Linked DNA regions of Sus scrofa: region 2 is linked to region 1. A link is a contact called in public HiChIP or PLAC-seq data. All regions are on one chromosome and are shown on one strand. The core of a region is the stretch at or near the end of the contact, and the rest is flanking DNA. Distances in the headings are between cores, read along the strand shown.

Evidence for each region. HiChIP or PLAC-seq counts read pairs in DNA pulled down with a chosen protein or histone mark.
Region 2: a contact with region 1 is called in an H3K27ac HiChIP or PLAC-seq map of skeletal muscle, with 9 times the contacts expected there. The contact joins two enhancer-like sites. A contact is called at or near these places in 4 of 47 Hi-C or Micro-C datasets (embryonic fibroblasts, fetal heart ventricle and fibroblasts) and 1 of 2 datasets of contacts at active chromatin or transcription factors (skeletal muscle).

Annotation. Positions count from the first base shown.
Region 1 is chr17:7,978,597-7,984,199 of Sscrofa11.1, forward strand. No RefSeq gene overlaps it. Among named protein-coding and RNA genes, the nearest start is that of FAT1, 480 kb to the right of the region's middle. Within about 2 kb of position 1,980, at least 11 of the 83 cell types and tissues checked have an H3K27ac peak or open chromatin away from gene starts, as enhancers often do. A contact at or near this core is called in skeletal muscle, where this site is marked.
Region 2 is chr17:8,445,529-8,451,251 of Sscrofa11.1, forward strand. No RefSeq gene overlaps it. Among named protein-coding and RNA genes, the nearest start is that of FAT1, 18 kb to the right of the region's middle. Within about 2 kb of position 4,188, at least 58 of the 83 cell types and tissues checked have an H3K27ac peak or open chromatin away from gene starts, as enhancers often do. A contact at or near this core is called in skeletal muscle, where this site is marked.

The DNA.
Region 1 (5,603 bases), core at 730-3,229:
ACCATTTACTTGATAGATGATATATTTCTCATATAAATAATTTTGCAGGAAAGTTTACAAAGCAGAATCTTGCAGTGCTCCATATAAAATTCTGCTGTTTCTATAAACTTCACTAATAGTCTGCCCTAATTCTTGTAACTAATCTAAATTACTCTTTACCTCATTCTAAGACTCAGTGACAAGATGAAATGATTTTTAAAATGATTTTAATTTACCTGAGAAAGTTATCGAAGTATGCTAGGTATCCAAGAGTAATACTTTAAAAATAATAAGAGGGCGTTCCCATTGTGACTTAGTGGAGACAAATCTGACTAGTATTCATGAGGACACAGGCTCGATCCCTGGCCTCACTCAGTGGGTTAAGGATCCAGCATTGCTGTGAGCTGTGGTGTAGGTCACAGATGTGGCTCGGACCTGGCATTGCTCTGGCTACGGGGGAGGCCAGCACATAGAGCTCCAATTCAGCCCCTAGCTAGGGAAACTCCATATACCATGGGTATGGCCCTAAAAGATAAATAAATAAACAAACAAACAAACAAACAAACAAATAAATAAATAATAAGAGAGTTATTATTGGAAAAGAATATTTAGTGAAATTTGTACTGGTGTAGATCCTTCTAGGTCTTGAACAACATACTATAAAATACTAACTTAGCATCTTCTATGTGATATTTTTACATCATTTTGTTTTGTTTAGACTCAGAACGTATAACTTTAGATAACAAGAGCTCTCAGATGGAATAAATAATGTTAACTAAAGGGAAAACTTAACAGTTAGTAAATTTTAAAGGAAACGTAAGTATACAGAATTTAACTACATGAAAATTCTTTAATCCTATGAGTTTTCAAATTCTGTGAGTGTTTCATTCTAGGCAGTATTCATTCTCTGTGTGCATTTTTAAGGGCATCTAATTTTGAAGGAAACAGAACAATGTGGAGAAGAAAGTGTGAAAATGCTTACTGTTGAATATTTGGGAGCCGAACAATGACCTTGAAGATTTATTGCTAATAATGAAAAGGACAAGCATTATTTGTGAATTCACATTAGAAATACTGAAATCTAAGAGCAAGTTTTGAAGCTCAGATTCACAGATTCTTCTAAAATCTTTCATTTTTCTTTTGAATAAATATTAACAGTAGACAGGAGAACCTTACAGAAGAGACTAGAGAACATCTATGTGAATATATTTGAGAGAGAACTAGACAGTAAAATAGTAGTGAAGCAAAAGAGAAGAAATGAATTACATTCATAAAAATACTACGAGATTGTTCTTCAGCTACTGCAGAACACAAGCAATAGCGTCTCCATCCTTAGACATCTTAAATAAGAGCATTTGGATATGTGACAGCTGTGGCAGTCAGATAAGGAAAGCATTGTGAAATAGTAGAGAAGTAATTTTCCTGCAACTTATTTATAGTCACTGGGGCTATAAAGGTAGTGGGAGAGGGGTGTGGGTGGTGTCGGAAAATCAATCCCAGCCTTGGAGAGAAAAAACTCAATACTTATTCTATAAACATTTTACATTGAAACAGTGATACTGTTATTCCACCTCATTTCCCACACTTTTTAGATACAAACCAGCCCAGTGAAGAATCCTCATCGATGCCCAGCTGCGTTTCTTGGTCATTGTCAAACGTTGTGAGCCAGCCGTAAAGCTGCTAAGAGTCATTCAGTTTTAGCAGGTTCTAATGACATTGGTGTTGACAGAATAATATGCATGGCATGTAGCCGGACGGAGCCTCGTGGAGATCTAATAACCTTCTGGCCTAATGTGAACGCCTCTTATATCTCCTGAAAGAAGCCAAGGAGAGTTATTTGAAACAACGTACAGAGACACACTGTCTTCTGTTCCTAAAATTTCCACTGGGCATCTAGCCCAGATATCAGCTTGGTTACAAAGTTCTACACACGTTACATGGGAAATCAAAATCTAATTACTGACCAGCGCATGGCTCCAGCATCTTTAAACCCTTTCCTGTCCCCTAGCTGAGTACAGTTACAAAAGCAAGAAAAGGGGGAGAAAAAGAAACATTGTTTTTCCCTTCTAGGAGGGAGAGGCTATGAAATCATAGGGAAAAAATGTCCCAACAAAATACACTGTATAATCTTTTAAAAATATCCTGGATGCCCCTTTACCCTGAGTGCTTCAACTGTGAAAATAATTATGTCTTAAAAATTGTAAAATGCATCTTTTAAGAATTAGGCTTTTCAAGTAGATTAGTTCTAACACTGTGGCTATTATTCCCACAGCATCCCCAAGGGGATTAGCTTACTTTCTCACAGAAAAAAAGCAATGCCGTGTATGACGACTCCTAGAAAGAACTCAGCCTGCTCTGGAAATAGCTACGTAGTCTTCCAAAAATAAGAATTTTATGACCATGGGAATCCCAGGGTCAAAAATCCCACCCCCAGGGATGACCGTCTCCTGACAGCTAGCCCTCCTCCTTTAAGGGGAGCCAGTGGCTTTGATGCTGTTCTAACACCAGTCTTTTTCAGAGGTGACCCAGAGACCTTGTGGATCAGATAGAATGAAGGGGTGTTCGCTAGGTCAGCAGGAGTGGAAAGAATAAAGATTAAAATCAAAGGGAAAATCAAAAGAAGACCCATTTATTCTGGAGCATGTAGGATCAAATACAGAAAAAGTGGGAAAATCTAGTGTCTCTCTCCAGCTACTGCTATGAATCAAAATACACTTTTTACTAATTCTTTTAAAGAATTTGTTAAGGGCGTTCCTGATGTGGTGCAGCATAAACGAATCTGACTAGTAACCATAGGATGCAGGTTCGATCCCTGGCCTCACTCAGTGGGTTAAGGAGCCCATGTTGCCCTGAGCTGCGGTGTAGATTGCAGATGCAGCTCAGATCCCAAGTTGCTGTGGCTGTGGTGTAGGCTGGCAGCTACAGCTCTGATTCAACCCCTAGCCTGGGAAATTCCATATGCTACAGGTGCGGCCCTAAAGATCAGAAATAAAATAAAAATAAGAGTTTGTTAAATCATCTCGCCTTAGAAATCTTCCAGTATCATTTATTTTTTTTCCCTCCATGAAATACAGGTGGAGCGCTTGGGATGTAACTTAAGTGAAAATAAATTCAGTAAGACTCGGTCTCCCCTGCCTGAGGCATAGACTTGACTCACTCTGTTCACCAGGCACTTGTCACACACTGCCTTACTTCCTGATTTTATCGATTTGTGTACGTCTGACTTATTTCCCTTAATAAGGCATACAATTCTTGAGCACAAGGACCCTGTCTTATTGAGCTTGGCTCCTTCAAAGTGTGATAGTTCCCTAAGGAGGACCAGAGGTGGCAAGATAAACCTGGTTCACAAAAGCACAGCCAGCAGGAAACAGAATCACGTCACAGAGAAATGCCCTCATCTTCTCCTTCTCAGACACTGATGACTATTTATATAGAAAGTGCATAAACAACCTGACAGAAAATTGAATGGATGTGGCCATAATAATTGATTCCATTTTTAGAAAAAAAAAACACATTTAAACATTTTAATATAATTTTACTCTTCTTTCCCCAAAGAAATTGTATATTTAACCTCAGGGTTACAGGGTGACAACCACAATTATACATGCTTGGAAGTAAAATGTTTTTAATTTTCTGTAATAGGTCTAACATTCTTCCACATCATTCAACTGGGAAGTAGAAGAAAAAGAGTACTTTCATTTACCCATTAAGAGTATATGTCATTCTTGGGAGTTCCCGTTGTGGCTCAGTGGTTAACGAATCTGACTAGGATCCATGAGGTTGTGAGTTCGATCCCTGGCCTTGCTCAGTGGGTTAAGGATCCAGCGTTGCCGTGAGCTGTGGTGTAGGTCACAGACGCAGCTCAGATCCCGTGTTGCTGTGGCTCTGGCATAGGCCGGTGGCTATAGCTCTGATTGGACCCCTAGCCTGGGAACCTCCATATGCTGTGGGAGTGGCCCAAGAAAATGGCAAAAAGACCAAAAAAAAAAAAAAAGGGGGGGGGTATATGTCATTCTTCTGGTATTTAAACAGTGATTGTGCATTAACTTCACCTACTTTGGATAAAGGCTCAGTCTTTTGGATTGCAGCTCACATAACCCTCCCACATGCATGTACATAGCACACATATGTACACACATGTACAAACTATAAATGCATATAATACATACAGCTCCTTCACGAGATGGTATCCAGGTGAATGAAGAGGAAATCAGATGCTCTCTTAGCAAAAGGGGGAGAGAGACTTAAGTCAATGAGTTTATATTTGCATCTGCACTTGTCTTTGTTCCAAAGGACCAAGTGAAATTGTCACTTGTTCTAGTTACTCTGCTTGAGGACTGTGACCATTCCTTGGTGACTGGTGCTATGGCTACCTCTGAGTATAAGCTTGATCCATGGTGAAACCCTTCTGGGGATCTCTCACCATGGTGGTTATTTGGCAGAAGGACAAATATTTTACGATCTCACTTATATGTGGAATCTAAAAAAACCAAACTCACAGAAACAGTGAACAGACTGCTGGTGCCAGAGGCAGGGAGGGGAGTGGGAGAAATGGGTAAAGTTGGTCAAAGCTCACAGACTCCCAATTATTAGATAAACTCTAGGGATGCAGTGTAAAGTGCAGTAACTATAGTTAACAATCCTATATTGTACATTTGAAAGTTGTTAGAAGAGTAAAGAGTAAATCTTAAACTTTATTACTAGAAAAAAAATGGCAGTTACATGAACTAATATATGTATTAACTAACCTTATTGTGGTAATCATTTTGCAATATATACAAATCTCAAATTGTTACGTTTGTACATCTTAAGCTTACACAGTATTATATGTCCATTATATATCAATGACGTTGAAAAACAAAAACTCATCACACTGCACACCTTAAATGTGTGTGGCTTATTGTGTGCCCATTATACCTTAAAGTTGTTAAAAATGAATAAATATATTATTTTTTAAAATAAAGAGAAGACCATCTCAGGAAGAGAAAAAAGAATGTTCAAAGCCATGGAAGCCTGAGAGAGGGGTTCTGGGTCCCTCAATTAGTAGACATTTCAGTGTGACACCAGGATAGGTGAGGGAGGAGGACCCCTGAGAAAGGAAAGGACAGCAGAATGGAGAAATCAAGTCTACAATTTTGGTTCACCTTAGAGGTTAAAATGTTTCATCTGTTCATGCATTTCTATTCCCTTTGGTTCTAGAAAGGAATCCTGGCAACTTAATAGTCTGCAATAAAATGATCCTGTAGATCTTCCCATAAGTCTATTGGATGGGCTCTCCAGCAACACTACCATATGCAATTTCTTTGGTGGAACGTGCAAACCTAGAAACCAAAAAGCGAACAAAATGATTCAATGTAATGTTAACAGAATCCAATTTGGAAAAATAGGTTTTGAGAAGCAAAACAGAAATATTAAAAATAGTCATTCCTTAACCAGGGAATCCGGGATAGACGAGTGAAAGTGAGTTCACATACATTACTCTTAATATTATGGTAAAACCAACCCAAATGGTAAGAAAAAGTCTGTAGGCAGAAATTTGGCATGAGTCAGAGGAAAGCCTCCATCATCCAGGAAGATTTTTCAGATTCTGATTTATCTAATTCTGGGAGTATTGACAGATTTGT
Region 2 (5,723 bases), core at 2,938-5,437, 470 kb after region 1:
ACCTCACAATTTCATCCAGAACATGGAAGTAGGATATTAATTGCTAATACTCTACAGATTATGTAAGAATTACATAAGATGATGCATATAAATAAGTATAACTGTCATTAAATCAATGTTACTTGTTACTATTCTACAAAGCCTCATAGTTGAGAGGGAGTGGTAGGGTGAGAGATTGTGGATAAAGCTGAGGAGAATAATGATACTGTAGTAGGAATCTTCATCTTTATTGATATCTCTCAGAACAGGTGAAGAAGATTTTTGTTTCTTTGTTTCTTAGATCATTTTAGAAATGCACCTTCATAAAGGAAAATGAGACTCCCCAAATCCAGTAATAACCAAATACATTCGATTTTACGTGGCAAAGATTCAAATGAGATTTACTGACCTTGAGTCTAATGTTCATTTTACTACCTCTATTGAGAAAGTATTTTAACAGTTTCTGCATGATTCATTGCTTCCTGTTCAAAAGGTAGACTTAGAATCCTTCAATCACTGAGCTCGGAAAGCATCATAAGCCTGATGCTTACCCAGCGCGGTCTGTTCCCAAACCCCACGGGGATGATACTCTTACATTTGTAGGGGCAGAAAGTTCACTGCCAGCCTTTTCTACTATGTTTTATGCCTCAAATGAGGGTATACTTTATCCTTTTTTTTTTTTTTTTAATAGTTAGCCATCCAGTGTAATGCCTCCAAATATTTTCTTGATTGGCTTTGGCATCTGAAATTTCACCATTAGAATAAAATTTAAGCTTTAGCTTTTAGAAAGCGCTTGTTATAATGCACTTGCAAGAGACCAGGAAGATGAACATAACCCTACCCATAGTGAACCTCTACTGATTCTTATCAGATTGACCAGTTGTCTGTTCCAATGGCCACCCTTGGAGAGTACAAGTGGTTCCCAAAGAAGAGCAGTCTTTGAATACAAAGGATAAAATAATTCCAAAATGTGGAGAAGTGGAGAGCACTGAATGGTGACTCACCTTCAGGAAGAGCAGGTGGAAAGGGTGCAGGGGATGAGAAAGCAGTGAAAAGGAAGAGAGAAAGGGTAGGATGCCAGAAGTCAGCCAGCCCACTCACAATTATTTAGTGTGAGGACTATTCTTAAAAATGTCTTAAAATTATTTCTTGCTTTGACTTGAGTGATTCCCCTTGGTTTTCCCCCTGGTTTTAGTCCTTAGCAATAACTGAAAACAATGAAAAAAAGGCTCTCTTAAGCCATGTTAATATTTTTAAATCACCAAACACACCTAACTCATTCAATTTGAGTCTTTTATAATTTTACTTAGCATAGTGTTGGTACTTAATAAATAACTGTGAAAAGAGGGAACCCTTCTTAGATTCTTGTGATTCTGTTTTTTTTTTTTTTTTAAACTTTGGAAGTGATTCAGTGTTGGATGCATTGAAATGACAATGTTTGATGTAGACTTCCAAAAACGATAGCAAAGTCTGTAACAGAACTCTGTCATGATAAAAATGTTCTTTTATTGGTCCTGAACACAAGAGCAGCCACCAGCCAAGAGTGGATATTGGGTACCTGAAATGTAGCCAGTGAGACCAAGGAATTGAATTTTAATTTACTTAGCCACTAGTGCCTGATGGCTACCTTTAGGATTAGACTGTGTAGATCTAGAGGCTTTGTTCAAAGTTTTCTGTCCCTCTCACTTTGATTTTTAAAAGGTAGCTATTTCAATTAATACTATCAATGATTATATATAAGGTCTCATTTGTATATTTTTATTGGAAGTTATTTGATTTACCAATGATAGCTCGAAAGATGAGTATAGCAAACCAAATTGACTCGCATGGCAGCTTCTGGGGGCAACTTATGTGTATCATTTATAAGAACTTGTAATACATGGTCAATTTCTAAATTCAACTATTGACATAAAAGGAGTGGCCTGTGTGGATGAAATAGTGAAGCATAGGAGGTCAGTCCTCTGTACTAACTGTCTGGCCTTTCAAGTCAGTTTGTCCTTTGATTGCTTCCTCCCTCCTCAGGAATTTGGCACCTTCTGGGTGCTCCCAGGTCTGAAGACTCATAACCCTCCATCTCCTAGCCTCTTGGTGCCCTCCTCTCCCTTTCAAAGCAACATACACCTTAAATTATTTGTAATAACTTCAACTTCCTAATTGTATAGATGAGGAGAATGAGACACTGCAAAGAACCAAGGAGGGTAAGAAAGAATATTGATCCTAGGTGCTTAATAGACACTGTAGATGATGCTGGGGGAAAGTGCTGCCTGTGTGAGTGATTGTTATCTCCCTGGCAAATAAATGGCATTCGATAAATATTTTCGAAGGAAAAAAAATACACGAATACATTTTTACAATGTGAAGCAGGTGTCATTCCTTATCATAGATGAGGAAACTAATTTAGAGATCTCTTAAATGACTTCTTCCTCAAGGCCTTATAAGCACAGGCAATACTCCAACACTTAATCTTTTTTCTTAATGCTTTAACTCCTTCCCTTGTTTCCTGTATCCTAAGGGTTTTGCTCTTTACCTTTCAAAGATAACAGCCAGCTAAACTGACCACTAAATCTAGATCAATGGCTTTGAAGGTATTAATAGAACCTGTTCCTAGCCCCCTTTCCTTTTCCAGGGATCTTTGAATTTTAATGCCAGCCTTCTGGGGACAGAGTCAACTCAGAAATGGCTCCCTGGGAATTTTACGGTGTTGAAATTTTATTTCGACACTTCAGCTCCTTTGGGGGAAAAAAAAAATTCCACAGCAGATATTTTCCTGGCGCCTGAATGCTTACACAGAAATGACGCATTTACTTGCGAATTAAACTTCAACAGCATCTACATTTATCTTAGTCTATATTACGAGGAGTAGACATTGATTTGTCTATTGGCCCCTATCGCTGTGGATGACTCCTAAGAAACGTTAGAAACTGGCTCCTCCTCCACTTCTCCTCCCACCCCACGGATCCCCGTACTCTTCAGAGTACGGGCTAAAAACGTAGACGCTTTTAGAAAGGATTTGAACATTAAAATATGGCTCCGTAATTTTCAACGCAAAGATCACAAACAGCGATTGAACACGAGAAGTATTTAAAATAGATCACATCCTGAAGTTGGAGGGCTACAAAGTACAAGTCGTCCAGGCCAGTCTGCAGAGACTCTTCACGCTTCCGCCCTGCAAAAACCGGGAGGCGTCACTTCGCGACGAATCTCAGCTGCAGAAGAGAAAGAGCATCACCTGCAGTTCGAGCCGTGGGAAACGCGGCCGGAGCGGGCTAGCGAGAAGGCAAGCCAGCGAGGTGCGCGCGCGGGGCCGCTCCGGTGCTGAGTGCGAGGAACGCCAGAGCTCCCCTGTGCCGGGGAGACGCGGCAGGGTGGAGACGGGCAGCCGCTTCACCGCCAGGATCGCAGCCATCGCTGCAGCAGAGGAGCCTGCCCAGCCTCCGAGCTCGCCGCCGCTACCGTCCGGGAGGCGGACCCGGCTGGAGAATCCGGTCCGCGCCGCGGGGCTGGGGGCGAGGCGGGGCGCTGACGTCACCTCCCCTCCCCCACCACCTCCCGGAGGGAGTGAGTGGGGAAAGAGGCAGTGATCCGCCGCAGCTCCCAGCCGCAACTCCTAAACTCAGCGGCTCCCTGCCCGGACTAGTCCAGACAAACTTGGTTTCTCTTCGGCCCTCTCTCTAGCCCTCGCGCACTCTCATTTCTCCTCCTTTTGGTGCTCAAGTTTCACCCAGGACGGAAGCCTCTAGAGATGGGGCCACCTGGGCTGCGCGGGCGCTTCGCACTCTCGTTGGGGACAAGCTGAAGATCCGAGGGTAGCAAAGTTGGTACTTCTGGCACGGCTTTTTTTTTTTTTTTTTTCTTAAACAGCCAAATCGCGTAGGGATTACAGAGCTGCTCGGACTTCAACGCGGAGCAACGAGGACTCGGCTGGACGAGTGAGTTCCTTTCTTAGTGCAAGCCTTTTTGTATTTAAGTTTAAACGTAAATGAAATTACGTGGTGTTTGGCTAGTACAGGGAAGCGAATGCATCCTACAGGCTTTCCGCTCCGGTTGTGCTTGGCTCGGAATGAAAGATCAGTATGCATAGGTTTTGGAATTCATAAAATACTTACAGGGCACTGTTGAAAAGAACTTGAAAAGCTATGCTGTTTGTGCATTATTTCGAATGTAACTTATTATAGAAATGGTGCCCAGGGAGGATGCATCGGGTGCGCGTGATCTGCAGTGGCGCAGCGCCCTCTAGTCCGGATACCCGGCAAAGCGCGCGCTCCCTGTGGGGTTCTGAGCCCACCACGAACTTGGACCTGCCGGTTCTGGGACGTGGGCTTGAGGCAGGTCAACAATACCCTGGGCTTCAGTTATCACCCACTAAGGTCGGTTTTATGTCTAATATACAAATACCAGCTTGGGTGGACTGGATGCAAAGGCGGTGCTTGGCAGAAAGCTTTTTCTGTTTTTGGGAACCCACTCCCATCCTCCTAATTTTCTTGAGCCTCTGGGGACTGGGTTAGGAAGGATCGACTATTGAGAGGACAAGTGAGGAGCTTGAACTACATTTCTCGTTCATATGAAGGTAATGTGATAGTAGCAAAAAGGCATCTCTTTTCGTTCTGTTGGGGCTAAAGGATCAGTAAAAACGTGGCTGCACTGGCCTCTGAAACCTCCATCTCTGGCTCTCGGCTGTTCCTGTGGCGACAAAGTGCAACTTCTTCCAGGCAATTAGGTTTCTCAGGGAATCCGGTGAATCGGAATTTCCAAACAGATGTTTTAGTCCAAGTGATCATTGTTATTTATTAATGAACGGTAATTTTCTCCAGGAATTCTTTTGTCCCATTTAAAAAATCTTGTGATTTTATCTTGCAGAATGTTGTTCTATCTTTTACTGTTCTCCACCCCCACCGCCCCCCAAACAAACTGTTGGCATTCATGGGTGATTGTGTTCTGCTTGGAGTTAGAATTCAGCAAGGGGCACAAAAGAGTTGAGCTTAGCGATCAGGTCACCTTTTTTCCACGTTTTCCATGTATGAAATTGACCTGTAACTCTAGGAGCCCTTTGCGCAGTTATGGCTGTGGCTGGGTGTTTGGATGATGATGATGTTTGTTGCACGGGTGAATTTGTGCGTATTCTAAATAACTGGCAGGGAATATGCCACATTCTCATAGTGCTACGAATCAGCACACTCAGTCTGCAGGCATTACTTTTCCTTCCTAACCATAACCTGCCCACACTTTTTTTTTTCCACTCACCTTCTTTGAGATGGTGTAAGAGGAGACTGCATTAACTTTGAACTAAGGCAATTCCCTCTTTAACCCTAGATTCCCTCGCCCTCGTGGTTCCCCCTGCAGCCCCCCTCCACCGGTTCCAGGGAAATCATATCTCTTTGTCCTCACAGTGTTAACATATTTGAGCTCCACAAACTTTCTGAGGTCATGTCCGCCCTCTTCTGAGGGCTGTTTCCCAACGGCCGGGAGCACTCCTGGCAGCGCTGAGCCGGCGTCTGGAGCTTTGCCTGAGCTGAGGCTGGGCTCACAGCCCCGGGATGCCCGGACCTCGCTCTTGGGCTTGGGGGGCGGGGGGAGTTCCCCGAGTGGGACGTCTGGACACCCAGGGTTTCCCCTTCTCCGCGAGGAACTTGTAGATTCTCATTAGACTGAGTTCACAGTTTGCAGGCTGTACTTACCGGGTGGGAAAGCGCACGAGGCGGCACCGCTGTCCTTTGTCCCGCAGACCTGGGAGCCGGGGGTGTCTG